Linked DNA regions of Hordeum vulgare: region 1 is linked to region 2. A link is a contact called in public Hi-C data. All regions are on one chromosome and are shown on one strand. Each heading gives the region's core, a stretch centred on a gene start, on an enhancer-like site or on the middle of the called end of the contact. The rest is flanking DNA. Distances are from core to core; before and after follow the strand shown.

Region 1 (5,563 bases), core at 2,121-4,620, 61 kb before region 2:
ATGTGTCCACTCTAGCAGTTAGTCACTTATTATTTGCAGATGATAGTGTGTTATTTTCTAGGGCGGATGTGGGGAGTGCACAACACATTGCTGAGGATTTGGAAATGTATTGTAATGCTTCAGGCCAAAGAATTAACCTTGAAAACTCATCAATAACTTTGAATAGGAGGTGCAAGAATACTCCACGACGAGCGGTAAAACATATAATCAACGTCCAATATGAAACATTGATTGAGAAATATTTGGGAATGCCAACAAATGTAGAAAGAGATAAAGATGAAAACTTCAGTATTCAAAAGATAGAATATGTAAGTATGTGCAAGGATGGATACAAACGCTATCAGATGTATTGATCAAGTCGGCGATCCCAATGTTTTCCATGTCCTATTTCAGGCTTCCTCGAGGGTTGTGTGAGCATAGAAATAAACTATTCCAAAAATAATGGGAAAGCAAGGACAAGAAACGGAAAACTTTTTGAGTTGCTTGGTCAGAGATGACAAACCCAGGTATATGGGAGGCATGTGTTTCGGAGACAACAAATTGTTCAAATTAGCACTTCTGGCTCATCGGGCTTGGAGATTTTTGCAATGTCCTACAAGTTTGAGTGGTAAATTTCTAAAAGGAAAACATTTTGCACAAGGAGATTTTCTTATAGAAAGTTTGGCCTCTCGTCCTTTGCAGGTTGGAGGGCGATGCTTGATGGGCCTGAGAAATTTGAAACAAGGCCTTATTAGGCAGATCATTAGTGAAGAAGGGACAATCCATGGGAAGACAATTGGCTAGACCATAATGGCTCTTTGCGAGCAACAACTTGCTTATAGTATGATTCACCTAAAAATGTTCATGAGGTGATTAATCATACATCAGCCACATGGAACATAGAAAAATTGGCATGACATCCCGCCAGTGGATGCTGATGTTATGAAAATACATCGCTTTGAGTGCTAGAAACCAAGAAATTTTTGGGCATGACATTATGATAGTAAAGGATTTTTTGTAAAGTAAGTGTATATATGTTAATCACCACAAATGTCATGAGGGAGACGTGGCTGGATGGGTCCGCTGCAACATTGAATTTGAAGGATGAAAATAAACAGTGGACATCACCATGAAAGGTTCATGTCCCAACAAAGATATGTGTTTTTCTGTGGAGATTAGCAAAACAATCTATACCAATTGGTGATGTGTTGCGCAACATGAACATGAAAGGAGGGTCATAAGTATCTGACTTGTGGCCAAGATGACTCATGAAGACACTCATTTATTGAATGGATGATGCCGAAGTCTATTTGGGCATTGGAGTCGGAAGGGGTCATGGAAACCACAACATATTCACAAGAACAGAAGGTGGGAGGATGGACCTTCTCTTTGATCGATGTTCTTTCCCACCAGCTGCTTGTCGACACTTTTGTTACATTATGGGCTATATGGTACACGAGGAGAAACATGATTTATGATTGTCATTTTTAGAGGTAGTTGTCCACTACATACTTTGTTCAAAACTTTTTTGAGGAACTCCAAATATTTGAGAAGAAGTGTGTTGCGTCTATCTCGAAGTCAAGTTCGCGCCGTGAACCTACGTTGATTCCACTATCGGAAGGGTGCATGAAGGTGGAAGTTGAGACAATGGCCGAAAAAGAATGATGCAAAAGGTGTTGCTGTAGTCTTGGTCAGAAACAAAGAAGGAAAGTTGAGACAATGGTCGCTTTTGATGGAATCCCTGATCCCGAGATACTTGAGGCGCTCATATATATGCAAATCCGTCATTGCTTTAGATTGCTGGCGAGTGATAAGTCACTTGAAGATTGCACGGGAGGATCTTACGTGCAAATTATACAAGACACTAATATCACTAATGCATCCTTTGAGTTCATGTGATGACTTTGTAGTAAAAACAACTACCTTTCAGAGCACATACCATTATAGCTAGCTAAAACGAAAGAATGAGGACAAAAGGTATGGGTCTAAGCTTCCAGCTTGTTCTAGTCTCACTTATATTGAATATCTCTCTGGTGGGAGCCTACCAAGTAGGAAAGCTTTGTTATAGTCCTGTTTTATTCATATCTTCACCTCTCGAGGGGCAATCACTATTACTACTTCAACATTCTTCCGTGGTTGTGGTTTAGAAAAAAATAGTGGGAAGAAATGTTGATTTCCGTTTTGTGGGGAGCCCACTCCGCCTATTTAGATGGTGCTTCCTGAGGAGATGAGGTCGCTTGGAGCGGACTTGACGATGCCGATTGCGACCTCATCGTTGTCGTTGGAGCCGGGTTAGCCGCTCATCTTTGTGGACCGTGGAGGTTTGTCTGCTACTATTATTCTCTCACCTGAGGTTGTTGGCGAGGTGGCGTTTGTGGGTGTCGAGGTTGATGTGGTAGGTGCTTTGGCACCTAACTCTCAGCCGTTGAAGCCCATCCGGTCTCCCATCTTTGACCATGACGCTATGTTAGCACGTATTGATGAGGCGGTGTTGGCGAAAAAGCTTGGCCGCTTGCTCGCCAACTTGGATGCAGCTTCTCCTGGGTCTGCCCAAACGATTGCCCGCCTCTTAGCGGAGGAGGTTTCGCTGGGTAAAATCAAGAAGGTGAAGAAGGCTCTGAGGAGCATAGGCAAGAAGGGTGGCGTCATTGCTAAGGCGTCGGCATCTGTTTAATGGGGCATACTCAGTCTCTTCGTCATCCATCTTTGATTGGCCCACATATGTGGATTTGGTGGCGTCCGGTATATTTAATATTGGTTTAGTTGAGGGTTTCTTTACGAAATCGAACTGCAAGGTTTCATGGTTGTTGCATGCTATGTATGTTTGTCGGGTTGATTATAGCGTCATGGAGTTTCTTTCTTAACGAGTAGTCCGCATGTGGTCGATATGTATTGATTTTTGTCTGATTTTTCATTAATTAATTAGGCAATTCTTTTTTTTAATTACTGATAAGGCAAAAAAAAATTGTCTTCGTTTCGGAAAAAAAATGCTTGAGCGTTCACTCGGGCTATAGCACACGCAACACTGCGATTCAACTAAACATAAACAAATGAGCATCTTACAAGTATATGTGTACCTAACCTTCATCAGGTACTAATAATAGGTGAAAAAATAATAAGAAATAGGGCAAATTAATCATGTCGGCTGTTCCCTGCTTCAGCATTGGAATCCCATGCAGTGCTAATTTAAAAACATCCGTGATGCTACATATACTAACCTTCAAGAAAAAGTAGAGGAGTATATTTTGACAATGATTATGTCCTGTCCTTTTATTCTCATGTCAACAGGAAATGTGCCTGCATATACGCTGTGGAGAAACCGGCCACGACTGGTCGGCGTGCGCAGAAGGCTGATGGCCGCTACCGGACATTCTACACGCAACGGCCCAGCACCCCTGATGGGTCAAGCGTACCGACCCATATGCATGCATGCATGCATTATTCCGTAAGGCTGGTCGGAGAGTAACATATAATGCATATGATACTATTGTTGTATGATACTATTTTCATACTCCCTCCGTTCCTAAATATAAGTCTTTCTAGAGATTCCACTAATAGACTACATACGGATATACATAGACATATTTTAAAGTGTAGATTCATTCATTTTGCTTCGTATGTAGACTCGTAGTGTAATCTCTTAAAAGATTTATATTTAGGAACGGAGGGAGTAGTATATAGTACTTCCTTCGTCCGAAAATATTTGTCCTGAAAATGTATAAAATGGATGTATCCATAACTAAAATAAGTCTAGATACATCTATTTCTATGACAAGTATTTCCGGACGGAGGGAGTATCATAAAGTAGTATCATATATGACCTTATTTATTGGCATGCATGACACATAGTAGCATAGCATTTAACATGTTACGATATCTACCTATGTTACTCTAATCCTCTATCTCTTTTTTAATCCCCTGCCACATCAGCATGTTTGCTATTTCCGAGTACATGATAGTACTTTAGTTACACCCACTACGGCCAGCCTAAAACCTCAAAGTTATTCTTGTGAAATAATTATTTTCAGTTCCAACGTTAACCAGCCAATGGGATAGAGCTCGTTGGTTACCCTATCAATTTTAGTTGTGAGCACTGTTGTTCCTGTCTTTTCTTCAACGAAAAGTCCTCACCTGGATACTATCAAATGTTCTATGCATATAATACTCCCTCCGTCTCAAAATAACTGTCTCAACTTTATAATAACTGTAGTACAAAATTATACTAAGTTTAAGACACTTATTTTAGGATGAAGAGAGTATTTTTTTACCTTAATAGCCACAAAGTTCAGAGAATATATATAGATTGGTTAGCCGTAATCAGGGACGGATCCGCCTAGCGGGCCGCCCCGGGCCTGTTTTACTCTGTAGCACTTTGCTAAATTATTGTGCTACATCATTGTGCTACAGTATACAAAGGAGTTGGGACCATGCCCTCCCTGTGCCGGGCCCTAGTTCCGTCACTGGTTGTGATGTATTTTGCTCGTATCATGAAAACGACACGTCATTACGTGTCATGAAAATTAAATATCCTGGTAGTATGATTCCGTATCATATTAAGTAGCGTACTAGTAAGTGTTATTACCATGAATGACAATAATCAGGTCACCATGATACCAAGCACGAAAAAAACTATGCAAGCAATGGAGATATTTTACATTGATTTTTTTACCATGTTTTTCACGAATGTTGTTTTTTGATAAAACTTCGGAGGCAACAAAAACATTAGTAATGTTTGTTATAAAAAAATAGAATTGTATGAAAAAAATCATAATTTTTTTAATTTTATTTTCACTCGAGCTCATATTAACCTCGTTCATTTATTTTCTCCGTATTAGTAAGGGATCATCTTTTATTTTAGTTTTTTTGGGAAAGATCCGTATCTATTATAGAAGCTCATCAGAAGCTCAAAACACCTCAATCATAATAAAATTTTACATCAAAGTCTTTAGACCATCGAAGGACTAATACCATCGCCAAAATGAGCCATCGAAGCGCCGCTATCACCGCTCCCCTATAAGAGCCAGTTTAACCTTGTCGGTGACAATCAAGAAGTCTTCATGCATGTGCTATTAAGGACCAACTCCAAAAAGCAGCATTCTTCGTAATTGAACCTTTAATAGATATGAAGCAATTGACACCAAATCTCGCTCTAGCGCACACATGACGAGAAATCCTAACTCGTGGCCCTAAAGAGGTGACAGGAATCAACGTCGGAGCTCCGTCGACTACATCCGGATGCACGAAGTCGAGGAGGATCAAATCCTCGAAGGCAACCTCAACGAAGAAGCGTCGTCATCCTCCCGAGCACCAAATCTACAAGGAGTAACAAAAGCTAATATGAACTACTAGCCAGACCGAAGACACCGGGATTCACCCCCCGTTCACCGGCCGCCGGAGCGGCAGGCAGAGGGGAGGTAAATCCATAGGCTCGCTGATGGTAGATTTTTCTCTAGCCACCAAAGGAAACAGGAGAAAACGCTTGGAAAGAAGAAAGAGATCAACTCTTAGCTACAAGAAGGCAAGCCTTTGTTTTCATGTTTCCGTTCTTTCAACTTAGTAATCGTCGTAGTGACATTACTGAGAT
Region 2 (6,400 bases), core at 3,163-5,662:
CACAACAAAAGTGGTTCCGCGGCACGCCACGTGGTTCCGCTGCATGCCACGTGGTTCCGCTGCACGCCACGTGGGACTAATGGTCTTTCATTTTTAAATGACTGTTTTAATCAAAAACAGATCTGTTACAAAAGGGATTTCATTTTTTGAACTTATTTGAACTGAAGACTTTTTATATATATATGTGGTCGAAATGCATGATACCATGAAGTTAGAAAGGGCTAAACCATTCAAAAGTAGCAAATGAAGTTAGAAAGGGCTAAATCATTCATATTTGGAAACTATAATGGCACAAACAGAAACTAGACATATATAAATTGGTCCAAGCAGTACATGATACTAGTCCAAACAGTACATAATAATAGCTATCATAGATATATATATTCGAGGTGACGCTGGCCATAGTTGACGACTCGAATCAGAATGTCCACCTTATTCGAGGTGACGCTGGCCATAGTTGACGACTCGAATCTTGCGGTACAACTCGTATGAAACGTATGCATATTTTGCTGCATACTCAATGTTGATACGATCAAGTGGGGCCTTCTCCCAAAGTTTGTGCTGAGACTTTGGGAAATTGGTCTTCATATCACCATATTCCTCGTCGATCAAGCCAACTGCCATATGAGCCATCGAAGTCCTGACATGTCGAAGCCTGAATACCGTTTGGAGATCAATGAGGCAACCAGTTGGTATCTCAATACCGAAGCTGTACCTCATCTTCAGCTTGTCGTTCGTTATGTCAACGGTAGCAAAAGTGATGCTGCTGCGAAGGAAGTCCATGAGTTCTAGACAATGCTTGTCACTACTGCAACAGAAACAAATTAAAATGGAACAAATGTTACATACTGCTGCAATAAGGAAACATGTTTCACTACAACTAAAGAGAAAATTATCTTTAGTATTCAAATAGAACATATGCAATGGAACCTAGAGAGATCACTATAGCTATCCAATGGAACCTAGAGATATCACTAGCTATATGCAATTTTCATGACTATGACATATCATATTGCTATCCAATGGAACCTAGAGAGATCACTAGCTATATGCAATTTTCATAACCTTGGATCAAAGAACACCGCATAAAATTGTATCACTACAACTATGATTTCAATGGAACATATTGAACCAATCAGATTTTCCAGATTGTGGAACACTATTCCAATGAGATTGTGTTCCCTTCAACTAATCAAAATTGTTTCACTACAACTATTTGAAGCGAACCAACTATGATTCCAATGGAACATATTAAAACTAGTTGATTCTAATACGATTTTTCAGATTATGGAACACTATTCCAATCAGATTGTGTTCCCCTTCAACTAATCAAAATTGTTTCACTACAACTATTTGAAGGGAACCAACTATGATTGAAACAAATAAACTTACAATGTCATTACCTTGGATCAAAGAAAGCCTCAAAACTAACCTCGTCCATTGGAAGATCAAGACATGGTGTGCGAAGCATAGTTGGATGACGGCAACACCGCGTTGATCGGCCATGTACTCCAGATCAAGCCCCAAGAACTTCTCATGATCCATTGCGGCGTAAAGCCATCGTTCCTTCAATTGTTCAAGAAAATACGGCATCTCCCTGCTCTCGTTCGTGTACACGACATCGAGCTTGGTCTTGCCATGTGCGAGCACCTCTCCAAAGCGAGTTGGCATGGTGGAAGAAGAGAAGGGAAGAAGAGAGGAGAAGAACAGAGCGAGAGCGAGAGAGAAGAAGAAACAGAGAAATGGCGACTCTGCTTCGGTTCGTGCTTTTCATCGCCCGAAACGACGCGGGATGCAAACCGTTTGGGCCTTTAGTCCCGGATTGAGCCACCAACCGGGACTAAAGAGGTATACCAACGGTTGCCACCACTACGGCAGGCCACGTGTTAGGCCTTTAGTCCCGGGTTGAGCCACCAACCGGGACTAAAGGGGGATACGAACAGTTGCCACCACCACTGCCCACCGCGTAGCCCTTTAGTCCCGGTTTGGGACACGAACCGGGACTAAAGGCTCCTTACAGGCCGGGACTAAAGCCTCGAGGGAGGCATTGAGAATTGGGGCGACGTGGCCGGGCCTTTAGTCCCGGCCCAGAGGCAGGCCGGGACTAAAGGGTCCCGGCCAAAGGCCCGTTTTCCACTAGTGTGTGCATCGGGATTCCGGTGATGCTTTGGGTAATCTCAGAGTTGAGGTTTTCCACTAGGGAATTCGATGAGATCGCGAGCTTCGTGATTGAGGATTTCTATGCGGCTTTGTGGTAATTTGTGATGGACTAGTTGGAGCACCCCTGCAGGGTTAAATCTTTTTTGGAAAGCCGTGCCCGCAGTTATGTGGCAACGTGGATACTTTGTTTAACACTGGTTCTAGATAACTTGAAGTTAAGTTAATTAAAAATATGCCAACTGTGTGCGTAACCGTGACTGTCTTTTTCGTGAGTTCTCTCTCCGATCGAGGACACGGTGGGGTTATGTCTGACGTAGGTAGGTGTTCAGGATCATTCATTTGATCATCAGTAGTTCACGTTCGCTATGCGTAGATCTTCCCCCTCTTATTTCTTGTACTCGTAAGTTTAGCCACCAAATATATGCTTAGTCGCTGCTGCAACCTCACCACTTAACCATACCTCACCCATTAAGCTTTGCTAGTCTTGATACCTTTGGAAATGAGATTGCTGAGTCCCCTGTGGCTCACGGATTACTACAACACCAGTTGCAGGTACAGGTAAAGGTTACTTGACGCGAGCGCGTTTATTGTTCATTTGGAGTTGCTTCTTCTTCTTCTTCTTCTTCATATATCTAGGATGGGTTCCAGGGCGGCAGCCTGGGATAGCAAGGATGGACGTCGTTCTTTTTTTCTCGTTTGTTTTCGTCCGTAGTCGGACCCTGCTCTTCTTCATGATGATTATGTATTGTACTGCTGTGACTCTGAAGTAGCTTGTGGCGAGTGTAAGCCAATTCTATATATATACCTCTTCTTTTCAGTACATGTACTTGTAACGATATCCATTCTTGCGACACGACGAGATGCGCTTCTATCCCTGACGAGGCCTTCGTGCCAAATTGAGGATAAGGTCGCATCTTGGGCGTGACAGGTACGGGGTGAAATCCTATCCGCACACCGCCGTCAATCCCAATCCCTCTCCCGATTTCTCGTCGTTGACGAGCTCAATCCTCCCTCTCCCACTCAAAATGTGGCGTGGAAGTTGGTCGACGGGCCATGGCGGCGACGGCAACCCCGAGCGATAGCGTTGCGTGGCATCCGACGTCGCGCAGAACCGGGCCACTCGCAAGTACCCGAAACCAAGGCCTATCGCTACTGTCGTCGCTCCTCCGCCGCAAGACGTAAGAGTGACCGCACGCAGACGCGGTTGTACTCCAGCACGTGATGCTCCTCCGCCTCAGGCAGCTCCGTCGGGGGGTCGAGCTCCCATATGCTGACTCTGATTGAAAGGGAGCCAGCGGAGCTCCCACCGATCCGCACGATGAAGAGAGAGCTGGAGCCAGAGCCAGAGCAGCGGGGCGGTGGCGTCATTGGGCCAGAGGATCCCCCCCAGCAAAGGCGGACGCCATTGAGGCAGCCGTCCTCGTGCGTATTGCGCGGGAGGAGGAGGAGGCGCATCACTGCCGCCGGGTCGATGACCTCGACAGGGGCTCGCGAATGGGCAGTAGTTCAACGACAAGTTGGTTGCGTCGTGCTGCAAAGCCGAGGCACATGACACCATCTACATCGACATCGTCTCCTCCTCCGACGAGTACTAAGGATGTTTGCCGCCGCAGTGTCGCCGCCGAGCCCGGATGGCTCCGGCGTGCCAAATTTTGGCAGTAGGATTTACGGTGGCTCCGCCGCTCCTCCTATGCATTTTGTAGAACTATGAATGATGATCAAAGAAGTATGTATGATGGTCAACTATGAAATGAATTAATTTGATTTCTCGTATGGTGGGCATTACCGACAACCTAACCCGCTGGACATATCGAGATTAACACGTATCGATTCGGAAAACCATCTATCCTTCCTCTGGACTAGCTTCTACTACGCCCGCTAACAAATACCACAGGACGCTCCAGTGTTTTCTTCAAATGAGATGAACATAGACACAAACGTTTCGTAGCGTTTCTCCATGCATTTAAATCTGCATGCGGCATATACTTGAATATCCAAAACATCTTATATATATTTATGAACGCAGAGAGCACCCGTGATTCAAAATTAAATTATGCTTACACGGCGACTAACCACCGACAAGCACCATTTTTATCTTCTTGACTCGAAAACAAAAGTAAAAAAGAAAACAAGCACCAGTTTTATCTTCTTGACCCAAACACGAGAGTCAAATGGTTTCGAGGAGCTGAGACAAATCCGCCCGCAGAAAACAATATAAATAAACCAAGCCAGGAAGCGAAGAAAGCAGTCTATAAAGCGCGCAGACGCAAACAGGGACAGCGCCCCGCATCCCCTCCCCTCCCCTCCCCCCGAATCGCAGAGCGGAGGAACCCACCCATCCATCCATCCATCCACCCGTCCGGAAAGCCGAGCGAGATGGGCGCCGCGAGCAGCAGCTGCGCCGCCGGCGCGCCGTCGTCGTCTTCTCCGTCGCCACGGCGCCGGCGGCCGCGGATCGGCCTAGGCGGGTGCTTCGGGGCCGGATCCTCCGCGGGCGACGGCGGGGGGCTCGCCGCCGCCGCCGCCGCCGCCGCCTCCTCCTCGCGCGCCCTCCAGGTACTCAGCCGCCGCTCCTTACCCCCCCTTGCACGCACGGGGCTGGTCTCGGGTCTCGCCGTTCGAGCTGGCTTGCGGTAGCGATCGATTTGTCGGTGGTTACTGTTCACCGGGTCGTGGGGTTCGGGACGGCGGCTCCGGGGGCGTGGCTTGGGGTTAGGAGAAGCCATGGAGCGCGCCTGGGGAGCGTACGTGCTTCTGCAGCTCTTAATCCCCATTCCTGCTGTACCGCTGCTTGCTCAATCATGACGACTATGTAACAGCAGCAGTTTGTATGGAGGAGCAGTTGACTAGCTGAATCAACATTTATGCCCCTTCCTTACACATCCGTGCCATGCAAACAGCCTCTGGATTAGCTAGCCTATAGCTACGTGCGTTGCAGCCCTCATAATGGGCATCGATGGAGAGCTCACAGAATCTGTCGTCCCACACTGAAAGTGTCGGTTCTGCTGAGGGACAAGCTGAGCTAAATTTGTGAAATTGCAGTGTTGCTGTATCTTGTTCAAGTGCCAGTGGGGTTTCGTGGTTTCAGTGGATAAGGTTGCTTTATTTTCCATCTGTTATGTTATTATCTGGGTTGTTGACTGATGCCAGGAAGGTATGTTGTGCAGGCGGCAACTCGGCAAGCGGAGCGAGCAGCGGCTGGGCTAGATTTTCAGCCTTCTCTGTCTGCTAAGGATCTTCGTCACACCAGCGAGCCTGACCCAAGAGTGCATCCGTCTTCCAGCACCATAAGTCACCGCCTCAGATTCAATCACCTCGACTGTCATGAGAACAAGGAGCATGCCCTGCGAATTAAAGATGCTGAAACGAGTGGCCTGGAGAGTTCATCAGGAAAGGATGCCATGATTAGGGGAGATTTCAGTAATGAAGCTGGCAATGATGAGAGAACATCTGGAGAAGGGGTTAGTCCTATGGCACAAGAGCTTGTAGAACCTGCACCTGATAATGTCCACATTGACGCAGTTTTCATTACAGAAGTTAGTGGCTCCATTTCCCAGTCTGATTTCCACTCCTCGCTGATCACATCTGAAAGGATCATGCCTGGCTTGGAAGATGGAGAGACAGCTCTCCGCAGGACTTCATCCAGAGATGTTTTGTCAAGTGAAAGCTCAGATGTTTCTCAATCCAGCTTAACATCTGTGTTGCCTGCTACTTCAAGTGCATCATCCATTATTGGAGAATCAATTCCAGATGCAACTACTAGCAGAGAAGATACTCCCACCATATTCAGTGTGTCACATGGTCAGATTGGTGGAAGTACAGTGCATGAAGACATCATTTTCTCAAATGATGGCCCAGAGCGCTCTAGAGATTCGAGCAATGGTGAAACAAGAAGAAATCATAGAAGGGTCCTATGGGATTCATTTTCAAGACGTGGTTCTAGAGGTTATCTAGATTCAGACACTGATGATCTTGGATTTTACAGTAGATGGCTAGACCTTGGTGATGATCTTTTTGGGGATGAGGTTGAGGAGGCACGCTACTTCCATCGTAGACGCCATGGTTCAATCAGAGTAAACCAGTATTCAAGATCTCGGGTAATTGCTCTTGCCTATGGCAGCTATGCCTACTCTTTCATACATGTTGCAATTCCATATTTAGAAATGTTGTTGGTGCCACTATGTCCAGATTAAGTTTTTAATTGTCGATGTAGGTTTGCACTATTATCTGAACAAAAACA

The links. Hi-C and Micro-C count contacts between places; a contact is called where the count stands out from the background.
Region 1: a contact with region 2 is called in a Hi-C map of leaf, with 4 times the contacts expected there. The contact joins the enhancer-like site here to the promoter of LOC123401880 in region 2. A contact is called at or near these places in 2 of 6 Hi-C or Micro-C datasets (leaf and seedling).

What each region holds. Positions count from the first base shown.
Region 1 is chr6H:542,072,923-542,078,485 of MorexV3_pseudomolecules_assembly, reverse strand. No RefSeq gene overlaps it. Among protein-coding and RNA genes, the nearest start is that of LOC123406334, 22 kb to the left of the region's middle. Within about 2 kb of position 3,370, at least 3 of the 3 cell types and tissues checked have open chromatin away from gene starts, as enhancers often do. A contact at or near this core is called in leaf and seedling, where this site is marked.
Region 2 is chr6H:542,012,506-542,018,905 of MorexV3_pseudomolecules_assembly, reverse strand. It overlaps LOC123401880, which reads left to right and starts at 4,412. Exons shown (of 6, transcript XM_045095735.1): 1 at 4,412-4,716; 2 at 5,328-6,257. The coding sequence starts at 4,537.